Linked DNA regions of Zea mays: all the other regions are linked to region 3. The links are chromatin contacts, called in public Hi-C maps. All regions are on one chromosome and are shown on one strand. Each heading gives the region's core, a stretch centred on a gene start, on an enhancer-like site or on the middle of the called end of the contact. The rest is flanking DNA. Distances are from core to core; before and after follow the strand shown.

Region 1 (3,438 bases), core at 419-2,918, 490 kb before region 3:
TTTACCCTTAATCATGACATCAGGCTCCTCAACCCAGTTTGTGAATAGTACAGGGTCCTTAGAACCTTCAAATAGCAAGTAGCAAGCACCATTTGTCATCTGAACACTCACCAAAACAACATTTGTTGTTTTAACATAGTATTTCATATGATAGCTAAAATGCATAAAACAACTGCAACACAGATCTTTAAAGCCTATGTCGAGAGTCAAGAGACAGATCAGAAAGGTAAATGGAAAAATGCATAATCAAAATAAAATACATATGACACTAAATGTGGAAATTGCTATGGATCTGAGCCTCACATTGGAGAAGTTTTTGTCTGAGATCAAGATAGGAAATGTGATGTACTCCTTCACTATTGTGCGGAAAGCTTGGCTTTGAGAAGCTAAAGAACTAACATCACTCCCATGTTGCAAAGCAAAAACATTCAGGCGTGGATACCTAAAACAGGCTGAGATTAGAGGAGTTCAAGATTGCAGTCAAATGTAATGTACTCCTTCACTATTGTACCTCTGTTGCAGATGTTTCAAGCTCTCAAAAGCAATTAGATGTTTGCCGTCGTTGTTCAATGTTCCACAAGATTGATACAAAAGAAGAAGATATATTCCTTCATGGTTCAAGTTCATCCAAGTGTCATTCATGATGTTGAACCAACAATGATTTTGACCTACGCCACAAAAATAAAGGTGTTAAAATGTAGCAATGACCTCCTGAGAAAAGGATATGTGTGCTACAATTTATTGTGCATCTGGGAATAGCCACATCTATCATATTATGTATTTATGTGGTGTGTGTTAGATAAAAAAATGAAAGAATGTTTATGTTTTTTTTTCGTGTCAGACTGTCAGTAACATAGTAGCTGTGGCAGCTTTAGTTCTGTATATGTATTTATGTTTCTCCAATGGTAAGAACTAAGAACAATCGATAAAATGAACTGGCACACAAAATTATTGCATCCATTGCAAACATCGTTGAAAAATAATCCTCCAATATCTGCATTGTGTACTAAATACGAGCATCGAGTTCATAAAGGTCACTAGTCGCATATTCACCTTCAAGCTTCCCAAACGCTGACTTGATAAAATCGACCAACTCAGAGTGCTCTGAAGCAGCAGTGCTAGTGCTAGCCTCACTTGACGACAACGACGTCACCGCCGCTGGGCTCTCGGGGCTACAAGACAATGGCAGCTTTGTTAAATTCACAAGCCAGAATAAGCATTTCTGGAGACGACATAAGCTAGTGACGGGCTCGCTGTTACTCGGGTATCTCTCTTCTACCTCGAAGCAACTTGGTGCGCTGTCCTGGTAGCCATAGCAACCGCATGGTGTCGCCGAGGAAGCCGGAGGCGTGAGTGGGAGCCGAACGAAGCGGAGAGGCCGCCGCCGCATCTGTCTCCCTCGATCAGGCTTGGCAAGGGGAGCGGGACCAATGAGGACGAGGCGAACGCCGGAGCGGGAGCGGAGGAGACGAGCCGGTGAGGAAGCAGGCGGGCAGCGGCGGGGGTGCGGCGGCGCAGCACCGCCACCAAGGACGAGGCCTGCGCCATGGGAGAATCGGCCGTGGCGCGAAGGCGAAGGTAGTGGCGGCGGGAAAGGGACGGGAATGCCGCGTCTCGGCGGCGGTTTAGCTGGGGGCCTGGGGCAGGCCGGCAGGGGAACGGGGAGAGCGCTCGATACGCTAGGGTAGGGCAAAGAGTTCCTCTGTAGTTGCTTCCTATCACTGACGTGTGGGACCATGCTCATACCAGACCCACACGTCAGTGACCTCTCTGCAGTTCCTTCCTGAGAAGTAACTGAGCGGATCCCGACGCTAGGGTAGGGCAATGCAGGCATGCAGCAGGGTTTAATTTCTCGGACCAGAACCGCCGAGCTTCAGTAGAATTTCTCGTTCGGCCGGTTTTCGAACAGGTTTCGTTAAATTTTGTTTCGAATTTGGAAATTTTAATAATTGTAGCAATAAAAAATATGATAAAATTAATATATTTTTCTGGGTATTCTGTTACATGCCAAATTGATCATCATTTTTTTGATAAAAACTGCAAATTTTGTTGGAGAACAAATTTTGATCGAGAAAGTCGACTTTTGTTTTTTAATGAAAATATATACACATTACAAATAAATCCTGTCAAAAAACAACTTTCTAAAACTTAATGTTCATTTTCCGATGGAAAAACATTGGATTCCACTTGAGAAACAACAAATTTCCGTTTTTTAATTTAAACATGCAAATCGACCGAGAAATTTGAAATTCAGCTAGGTTTTTTTTGCTTCCGCTGACTATCGAATATGTTGGCAAAACATAGATGGTAAACACTGATGTGAAGTGCGGTACACTCCTCAGCAAAACGGAGTGGCCAAGCGCAATAGACACATTACCTTAGCGGCCTAGCTGTTATGCAACACGCTTCTATCCCGGTTCCTTTTGGGATGAAATATTTGCAAGTGTGGTATCAGGGACCATAATTAGGGGTACCCTCAAGACGCCTAATTCTCAGCTGGTAACCCCCATCAGCATAAAGCTGCAGAGGACTGATGGGTACGATTAAGTCAGAGATCAGTCCATACGAGCGACTCGATCACGCCTCGCCCGAGCCTAGCCTCGGATAAGGGCAGCCGACCCCGAGGGATTTCCGTCTCGCCCGAGGCCCCCCTCCAACGGCGGACACATCTCCGGCTCGCCCGAGGCCTTGCCTTCGCTAAGAAGCAACCCTGACTAAATCGCCGCGCCGACCGACCGAGTCGCAGGAGCATTTAACGCAAAGGTGGCCTGACACCTTTATCCTGACGCGCGCCCCCCGACAGAGCCGAAGTGACCGCCGTCACTTCGCCGCTCCACTGACCGGTCTGACAGAAGGACAGCGCCGCCTGCGCCACTCCGACTGCAGTGCCACTTGACAGAGTGAGACTGACAGGCGGTCAGGCCCTGCCAAAGGCACCATAGGAAACTCCGCTCCGCCCGACCCAGGGCTCGGACTCGGGCTAAGTCCCGGAAGAACGAACTCCGCTCCGCCCGACCCAGGGCTCAGACTCGGGCTAAGCCCCGGAAGACGGCGAACTCCGCTCCGCCCGACCCAGGGCTCGGACTCGGGCTAAGTCCCGGAAGACGGCGAACTCCGCTCCGCCCGACCCAGGGCTCGGACTCGGGCTCAGCCCCAGAAGACGACGAACTCCGCTTCGCCCGACCCCAGGGCTCGGACTCCGCCCTGGCCTCTGCCGAACGACCTCCGCCTCGCCCGACCAAGGGGCTCGGACTCGGCCTCGGCCAAGGAAGACAGACTCAACCCCGGCTTCGGAAGAGCCCCCACGTCGCCCGACCTCGGGCGCGGGCCCGCCGCGTCAACAGGAAGCGCCATCATCACCCTACCCCGAGCCGACTCGGGCCGCAGAGAACAAGACCGGTGTCCCATCTGGCTAGCTCCGCCAGATAGGCAATGATG
Region 2 (3,367 bases), core at 821-3,320, 350 kb after region 3:
ATTAGGTCATACCCATGTAACAATTATTATTTTGAAGGGGGTAGGGACATTACCAGCTTTTCACAAAGTTGATTTTATTTTATGTGCTTAATCTTGTCAACCATAATCTTTCTATCTGCTTGTTCTTATGATCCTGTCATCTTACTTTGTTTAATCTTGAAGGGGCTCTTCCCCTACCTTGGTCCAACAGGATGAAGATTCCTCTAGGTGTCGCGAAAGGACTAGCCTTCCTCCATGGAGGTCCCAAACCTGTAATTTACAGGGATTTTAAGACATCGAATGTTCTTCTTGATGTGGTACTTTATCAGTTCAATATGTTTCATATTGTGCTTAGACAATGCACGCTACCTTGTTAATTGTGGTGATTTTACTTCTTTTTTTGAACATGTGGTGATTTTACTTCTGTAGGAGTACAACGCAAAACTATCTGATTTCGGTTTAGCAAAAGCTGGTCCTCACGGTGATAAAACTCATGTATCTACTCGGGTTGTTGGCACCTATGGTTATGCTGCACCAGAGTATGTAATGACAGGTATCAGGGATAAACTTTTGACTTCAGTAGCTACCTGTAGCAGAAATTCTGTAGCTTGCTTATCTGTTGCATGTTGGTTCTTTACACTGTTTTTCTAAGCTTGTAGTTATTCTCGTGTTCACTCCATATTGGATAGTAAATTGGCTTAACATTTTTGTCCGAAGACATAAAACTGGGGTGCCATTACAAATGTTCTTTCAAGTGAAACTGTGTTTTTCGTTTTTACATGCAGTAAAGGTTGTAGACTTATATAATGAATCTTCTGCTCCACTTCTTTGGGACATGTTTTAACATTTCTTAACATTTCTCACTCTGTAACGCTTTCATACCACTTTTCTTATGTTTTAGATGCGCTTTTTTTGAGACCAAGCCCTAAGGGCAACAATGGGGATGACCAGCGTCTTGGTTTATCAAGAGGAAGTTAATCCCTCTCAACTGAAACTCCCATCAAATTTGGGGCATAATGTGTCGATTCAGTTATAACTATTATATGTCATTTTGGGTTAGCAAACTGTATCTACTAATTTCTCAGACTTATGCCTTTTGAGCTAGAAACTTGTGTAAGGATTTGTTGCACTCAGTGACATGCTGATATTTGAACTATTTAGGCTGCCAAATCTGAATTTTTTAACTATCAAGTATCTCAACATTTCTCTCATCCTAACACTTTCAGACTGTTCTCCCCTTTTTTTGGGGGCATGTTTTAACATCTCCCTCATCGTTGAACCCTTTCAGACTCAAAAAATAATGAGTACTATTGACGATCTATTTAGAACAGCTCTAACTATATTCATCAAATTGGTTGCTCGTGCGTTGTATGACCTTTAAAATATTTCATTTTACAGTATATCTTATATGAATAATTTATAATTGTATAGTGCGAGTAGCAGATTACAATAGTGACGGATAAACATTGTATTTTACTTTACATGATGGATGTTTTCGATGTGTAAGGCTTTTAAGGCATGTAAAAATTCTTAACTTTTAAAAGATGCTAACACGAACATAAAATTGCAATTAGTATTCTTGAATTTCAATGTATCTTGTCATAACATGTTCACTCCGTAGCGACACACGACGTTCACCTATGGGGTGTTTGGTTTGAGGAATGAGGTAATTCATCATTTTCTCACTCCTCACTTTCTTGTTTGATTTGTGGAATGGAATGAGTTGATCCATCACCATTTCATTCCTCATAAGCTAATAATAGTAATAACATGAGGAATGAGTTTATTCCACCAAATTTATGAAATGAACTTATGATGCACCACCTCATCTAGAATGGATTGATTCTTTAAACCAAACACCACCTAGTGTTACAAATAAACAATAACTATATTTAATAAATATCTAAATACCTATTTAGCAAATTACGGCAACTGGTTACCGCCGCCCCCATCCACTAGCTCCGTCGTCGCGATTGACGATTCCACCGCTTGTACATTTCCCCTCCCCCCCCCCCACACACGCCGGTGCGTCGCCTGCGCAATCATACTTCCTACCCTCCCCACCTCTTCCACGGTTCCACCCCGTCCCTCTCCTCTCGAGAAGCACCCGCACCATACATCTTCCGGCGCCCGACGCGGACGGCGAGCCGCTGCTGCTGCTGCCGCCGGAGGAGGAAGGGCACCAGGGCCAGCGGGTGCAGGAGGAGGAGGAGCAGCAGCAGGCCGCCGGCCGCTTGGGGCTGTGCCACATGCCGCTCTGGGGGGCCGCCGCGTCCGCGGCGCCGGCAGCCGACGGCGACGCCGCCCGCGCGCCGTCGGGATCCGGCGGCGGCGTCAAGGTGATCCGGTCGCTGCTCCCCACCCGGCGCCGCCTCCGCCTAGATCCGCCCGCCAAGCTCTACTTCCCATGTAAGCAAAATCCACAAGCGGGGCCGGGGCTCTGTTAATTTCTTGCCTCCCGAATCTTCTTGCACCTCCTCCTGGTGGTTTATTATACTAGACAACTCTGTTAGTTTCTTGACGGATGGCCCGTGGAGAAGACGGCGGCTTTCAATCGTTTCCACCTGGCGCCTTTGGCCCCGGCTGCGCGCGTTTCCCGCTGGCCGCTGCTATCCGATTTCTTGATTCGGTCGCTCTGTCTCGTCAAGGCGTGCACCGCTTTCCATGTTGTTTGTTCAAAATTTCTGCTTCTGCAACTTTGCTTGTTCTGTGAAAACATAGGTTCCATTTCAACTTCCGTGATTCCGTCGGACAGGACCCGTATTCGTCGAGAAAAAGTCCCTTTTTCATAGACGAACTTTGCACGACTGTTTCTTATATAGAGATTTAAGTCTATAGATGGTAAAAGGCCATGGGAGACATACAGTTTACTGGGAAAACCAGTTTCCGTTCAGCTGTTTTTCTCTCCCTAATTTTGATTTATACAGATGAGCCCGGCAAGCAAGTCCGGAGCGCGGTCAGGATCAAGAACATCAGCAAGTCCCATGTGGCCTTCAAGGTAGCAAACCACTGTCTCTTATTCGGTTACGCTATTATTGCTAGATGCTTTTTCTGTAATGTTCTTTTTGCAAATTTACCAATACCAACCAGTTTGTTCCTAATCTTAGTTAGCCTACCACTATGCTGCAACTAGTACAATCGTTAAGCTCTCAGCTGCACAGTGCCCATCAGCAGAGCACTAATCTTAAGCATGTTTGCTGTTGCAGTTCCAAACGACTGCACCAAAGAGTTGCTTCATGAGGCCTCCGGGCGGTGTGCTTGCTCCAGGGGAAAGCATCATAGCAACAGGTATTCAGATTTGAGACCAATGAATATCATCGCATTGCTAGTTGTGGCGCTCTCAAGTTATAATGGCCTAATCCCTGCGTTCCCTTACTTCAATTGTAGT
Region 3 (3,375 bases), core at 651-3,150:
GCTACCATGGCATGGGAGATAAGGCGATCGAGATGTTCGAGAGGCTGATAGCTGAGGGTGCTGTGCCAAACCATGTAACTTTTCTGGCAGTGCTGAATGCATGTAGGTTTTCAGGTCTTGTTGACGAAGGGAAGAGGATTTTCCAGTTGATGACTGAAAATCTGAGGATAAAACCACGGGCCATGCATTATGCATGTGTTATTGAGCTTTTTGGTAGAGAAGGTCTACTTGATGAATCCTATTCAATGATAAGAAGAGCACCGTTCACTCCAACTGCAAACATGTGGGGAGCCTTGCTTACTGCTAGCAGGATCCACAAGAGCATGCATCTTGCAAAATTTTCTGCCGAGCAGCTATTGGCAATGGAACCTGAGAAAATAAACAGCTATGTTGTGCTCCTCAACTTGTATGTTAGCTCTGGTAGACAGGACAGCGCCTGCAAGGTAGTTGAAACACTGAAGAGGAAAGGTTTATATATTGGTAATGCCTGTAGCTGGATCACAGTCAAGAAAACGGATCACAGGTTTTTCTTTAAAGATACTTTGCATCCACAAAGTGCTGAAATATACAGGAGGCTGGACACATTAATGAAGGAGGTACGAGAAGCTGGCTTTGTTGCTGAGGAGAATGAATTGCTCCCTGATATTCATCCTGACGAGCAAAAGATATCAAGAGCTTACCACAGTGAGAGACTGGCAATTGCTTTTGGCCTTATCAGCACAGCCCCACAGACTCCCTTGAGGATCAGTCAAAGCCATCGTTTGTGCAGTGACTGCCACAATTTAATTAAGTTTGTGTCAAGAGTTACCAAGAGGGAAATCATTGTTAGGGATGGTAGCAGGTTCCACCACTTTAAACTCGGGGTCTGCTCTTGTGGTGACTACTGGTAATTGGGTATGTCGAACTATCTAATGGTTTTATTTTCTGACACTAAAACTGAGAAAGGATTATGAGATTAACCAACAGTAGTGCTGTTTTTCACTTTATGGATTACCAGATGTGAAACAGTATGTTTCATCCAAAATGTGACCTAGTTTATTTCTGATCAAATATGCTTTGTTTAGCACATAGAAAAAAAGGTGCATGTGCTGCAGAAGCTAATGCATATTTTGCTGGCAGCTAATGACTCCAATGTTTCAAGCCAATTATCTGGAAATTACTTTGATTAATGAGGATAAAGCAGATTGGTCGACCATGATGCTCCAATGTTTCAGTGCTACATGCAGGCTTGGTAAGTTTGGAGTTATTTTTTTTAAGATGTCGAAAGAGTAATTTAGAAGTTTCACTCACATGGATGTGTCCATTACCCCTTCCTTTTCCTTTTAATTAAAGGGGCAGAACGAATGTTGGAGGCTCTCACATGAGTAGGGTCTAGAGAAGGGATAAACCGAGGCAAATCTTTCCCTGCCAAATGCAGAGAGACTGCTTCGAATCCGTGACCTGGCCATTTAGCGAGACAGCTCTCCCCACACAACTAAGCTTGCCCTTCTCCTTTTCCTGTTAACTGTCGGCAAAAAGTTTTAGTGTCTTTATTTTGATAAGCAACATCTTGCGTGCCTTTATCTCGGTAGAAAAGATGGCTTCTGTGATGTGTTCAGTAGAAATGTTTTTTTATATGACAATCAGATAGATTGCTTTTCCCTGCGCTTCCACTCTCTTTACAAACCTTGTGTAAAAGCAGATCTTTAAAAGTAGGCTGAATATGTGTCATGTCATGTGGCTTTCACATTGGAGATACCAATCCTTAATTGTGTCCTATAAGGAAGGAATAAAGCTCTGATGTAAACGAAGGATCAAAGGGAAGTATAAAACTTTGAGCATCTTGGGACAGCTAGTTTCTTCTTGCTTCATGACTGCATCCTGGTTGGAGAACAAATACCCTGCTGTACTTTTGCCTCTATTTATTCACCAATTGGTCATCGAACAGGTCGCAGCTCACAACACCATTTGTAAGCAGGTGATCTTCCATTCAGCAACCTTCTCAGCTGGTACAAGTCCGAGAGCACGCTACAATGGCGAGGATGGGAGTTGCTATTCTGGTCTGCGTAGTGGTTTTAGCCCTGGACGTCACAGCTGGCATACTAGGAATTGAGGCGCAGGCTGCTCAGAACAAGGTAATGTTTCAAGGTATTGGTATTTTTTTTTACTAACCGAAAATCACAGAGGGGTTTTGAAAACGAAATGTTTCGTAGTCTATGGTTTTGCTTCATCATGCATGGCTGGTAATGGTATTTTAGCTCAATGGTCTCTGAGATTATCTAATTGACGACTGATGTTGTTGGTGTTTGTATTTGGTACTGCTTCCACAGACTAAGAAGGTGACGATCCTCTTCATCCAGTGCGAGAAACCAGTGTACAGAGCGTACCAGCTTGGCCTCGCAGCTGCAGTGCTCCTGGTAGTTGCCCACGCGGTAGCCAACTTCCTCGGCGGCTGTGCCTGCATCTGCTCCCAGCTGGAGTTCATCAAGGCGTCCATCAACAGGAAGCTGGCAGCCACCACCATAATTCTCTCATGGTAACTTGGTCACTTGTATATATAGAATTCCCTTGGAGAGGACCAGTGCTAATGATTGCGCTTGCGCTTGCGCTGCGACTTGGGGTAGGATCGCCCTGATTGCCGGATTCTCGCTGCTGCTCGCCGGCGCCATGTCCAACTCCAAGTCCAAGACGTCGTGCGGGTTCACTCACGGACACACCTTGGCCCTCGGAGGGATCATGTGCTTCGTCCACGGCGGGATCACCGTCGCCTACTATGTCACCGCCACTGCCGCAGCGCACGAGGTTCCTTAGTCGAGCATTTTGCCCGAGAGATCACCGCTGTTCTTTCCTTGGTCCAGCTGCTCCTTGCTTTTCTCCTTGTGATTTGACATCTACAAGCATCCGAAGATATATGCCTTTTTTCCGTTCAAAAAAAAAGAATACATGCCTGTTGTTTGATTTGTTGCTATTGCTGAGGAAAAAACATGTCAAAGTTAGCGTCAGTGTGCCACAGTAATTTAATTTACGTTGTTGAGAAAGACAATAACGCCGCTCCATCTTGTCTCCTGGTGAGGGAGGCTACCTCAAGCAGACCGTATATACGGACAGTGTATAAAAGACCACACTGTTTTGCACTGTAGTAGAGTATAATGTTTGCATAGTGAAATTTAAAATACTGAGTGAGTGAGATAGGAAATGGGATATGGAGGCTCTTGAGGAAGGCAACGTCAAAGGAGATGGTAACAATCAGCTTCTACATAATTAAGTAGTCACAACGCATTCTATACAACACACTTACAATTGACTTCACACCAATTACCCACCCTTAATGCTCAAAACTGCGTCTACCGTCTATCCAATAACCCATCATCATCGTGAAATTTCTATATCAACAAA

Evidence for each region. Hi-C and Micro-C count contacts between places; a contact is called where the count stands out from the background.
Region 1: a Hi-C map of tassel shows a contact between it and region 3, with 2.7 times the contacts expected there. The contact joins the promoter of LOC100383055 here to the promoter of LOC100274048 in region 3. A contact is called at or near these places in 2 of 25 Hi-C or Micro-C datasets (ear and tassel).
Region 2: a contact with region 3 is called in a Hi-C map of ear, with 5 times the contacts expected there. The contact joins the promoter of LOC100273294 here to the promoter of LOC100274048 in region 3. A contact is called at or near these places in 10 of 25 Hi-C or Micro-C datasets (ear, endosperm, leaf and 2 more).

The regions. Positions count from the first base shown.
Region 1 is chr4:38,043,387-38,046,824 of Zm-B73-REFERENCE-NAM-5.0, reverse strand. LOC100383055 reads right to left here and starts at 1,668. Exons shown (of 16, transcript NM_001175731.1): 1 at 1,280-1,668; 2 at 1,054-1,172; 3 at 512-668; 4 at 304-442; 5 at 6-99. The coding sequence starts at 1,548.
Region 2 is chr4:37,200,343-37,203,709 of Zm-B73-REFERENCE-NAM-5.0, reverse strand. It overlaps LOC100273294 (Vesicle-associated protein 4-2), which reads left to right and starts at 2,070. Exons shown (of 7, transcript NM_001147735.1): 1 at 2,070-2,388; 2 at 2,907-2,977; 3 at 3,186-3,267; 4 at 3,367. The coding sequence starts at 2,229. LOC103653102 (probable serine/threonine-protein kinase PBL8) reads left to right here. Exons shown (of 3, transcript XM_008680065.4): 2 at 163-296; 3 at 409-690. The coding sequence ends at 630.
Region 3 is chr4:37,555,013-37,558,387 of Zm-B73-REFERENCE-NAM-5.0, reverse strand. LOC100274048 reads left to right here and starts at 1,900. Exons shown (of 3, transcript NM_001148428.1): 1 at 1,900-2,114; 2 at 2,310-2,515; 3 at 2,604-2,939. The coding sequence starts at 2,013. The coding sequence ends at 2,790. LOC103653105 reads left to right here. Exons shown (of 3, transcript XM_008680067.3): 1 at 1-894; 2 at 1,120-1,231; 3 at 1,682-1,825. The coding sequence ends at 890.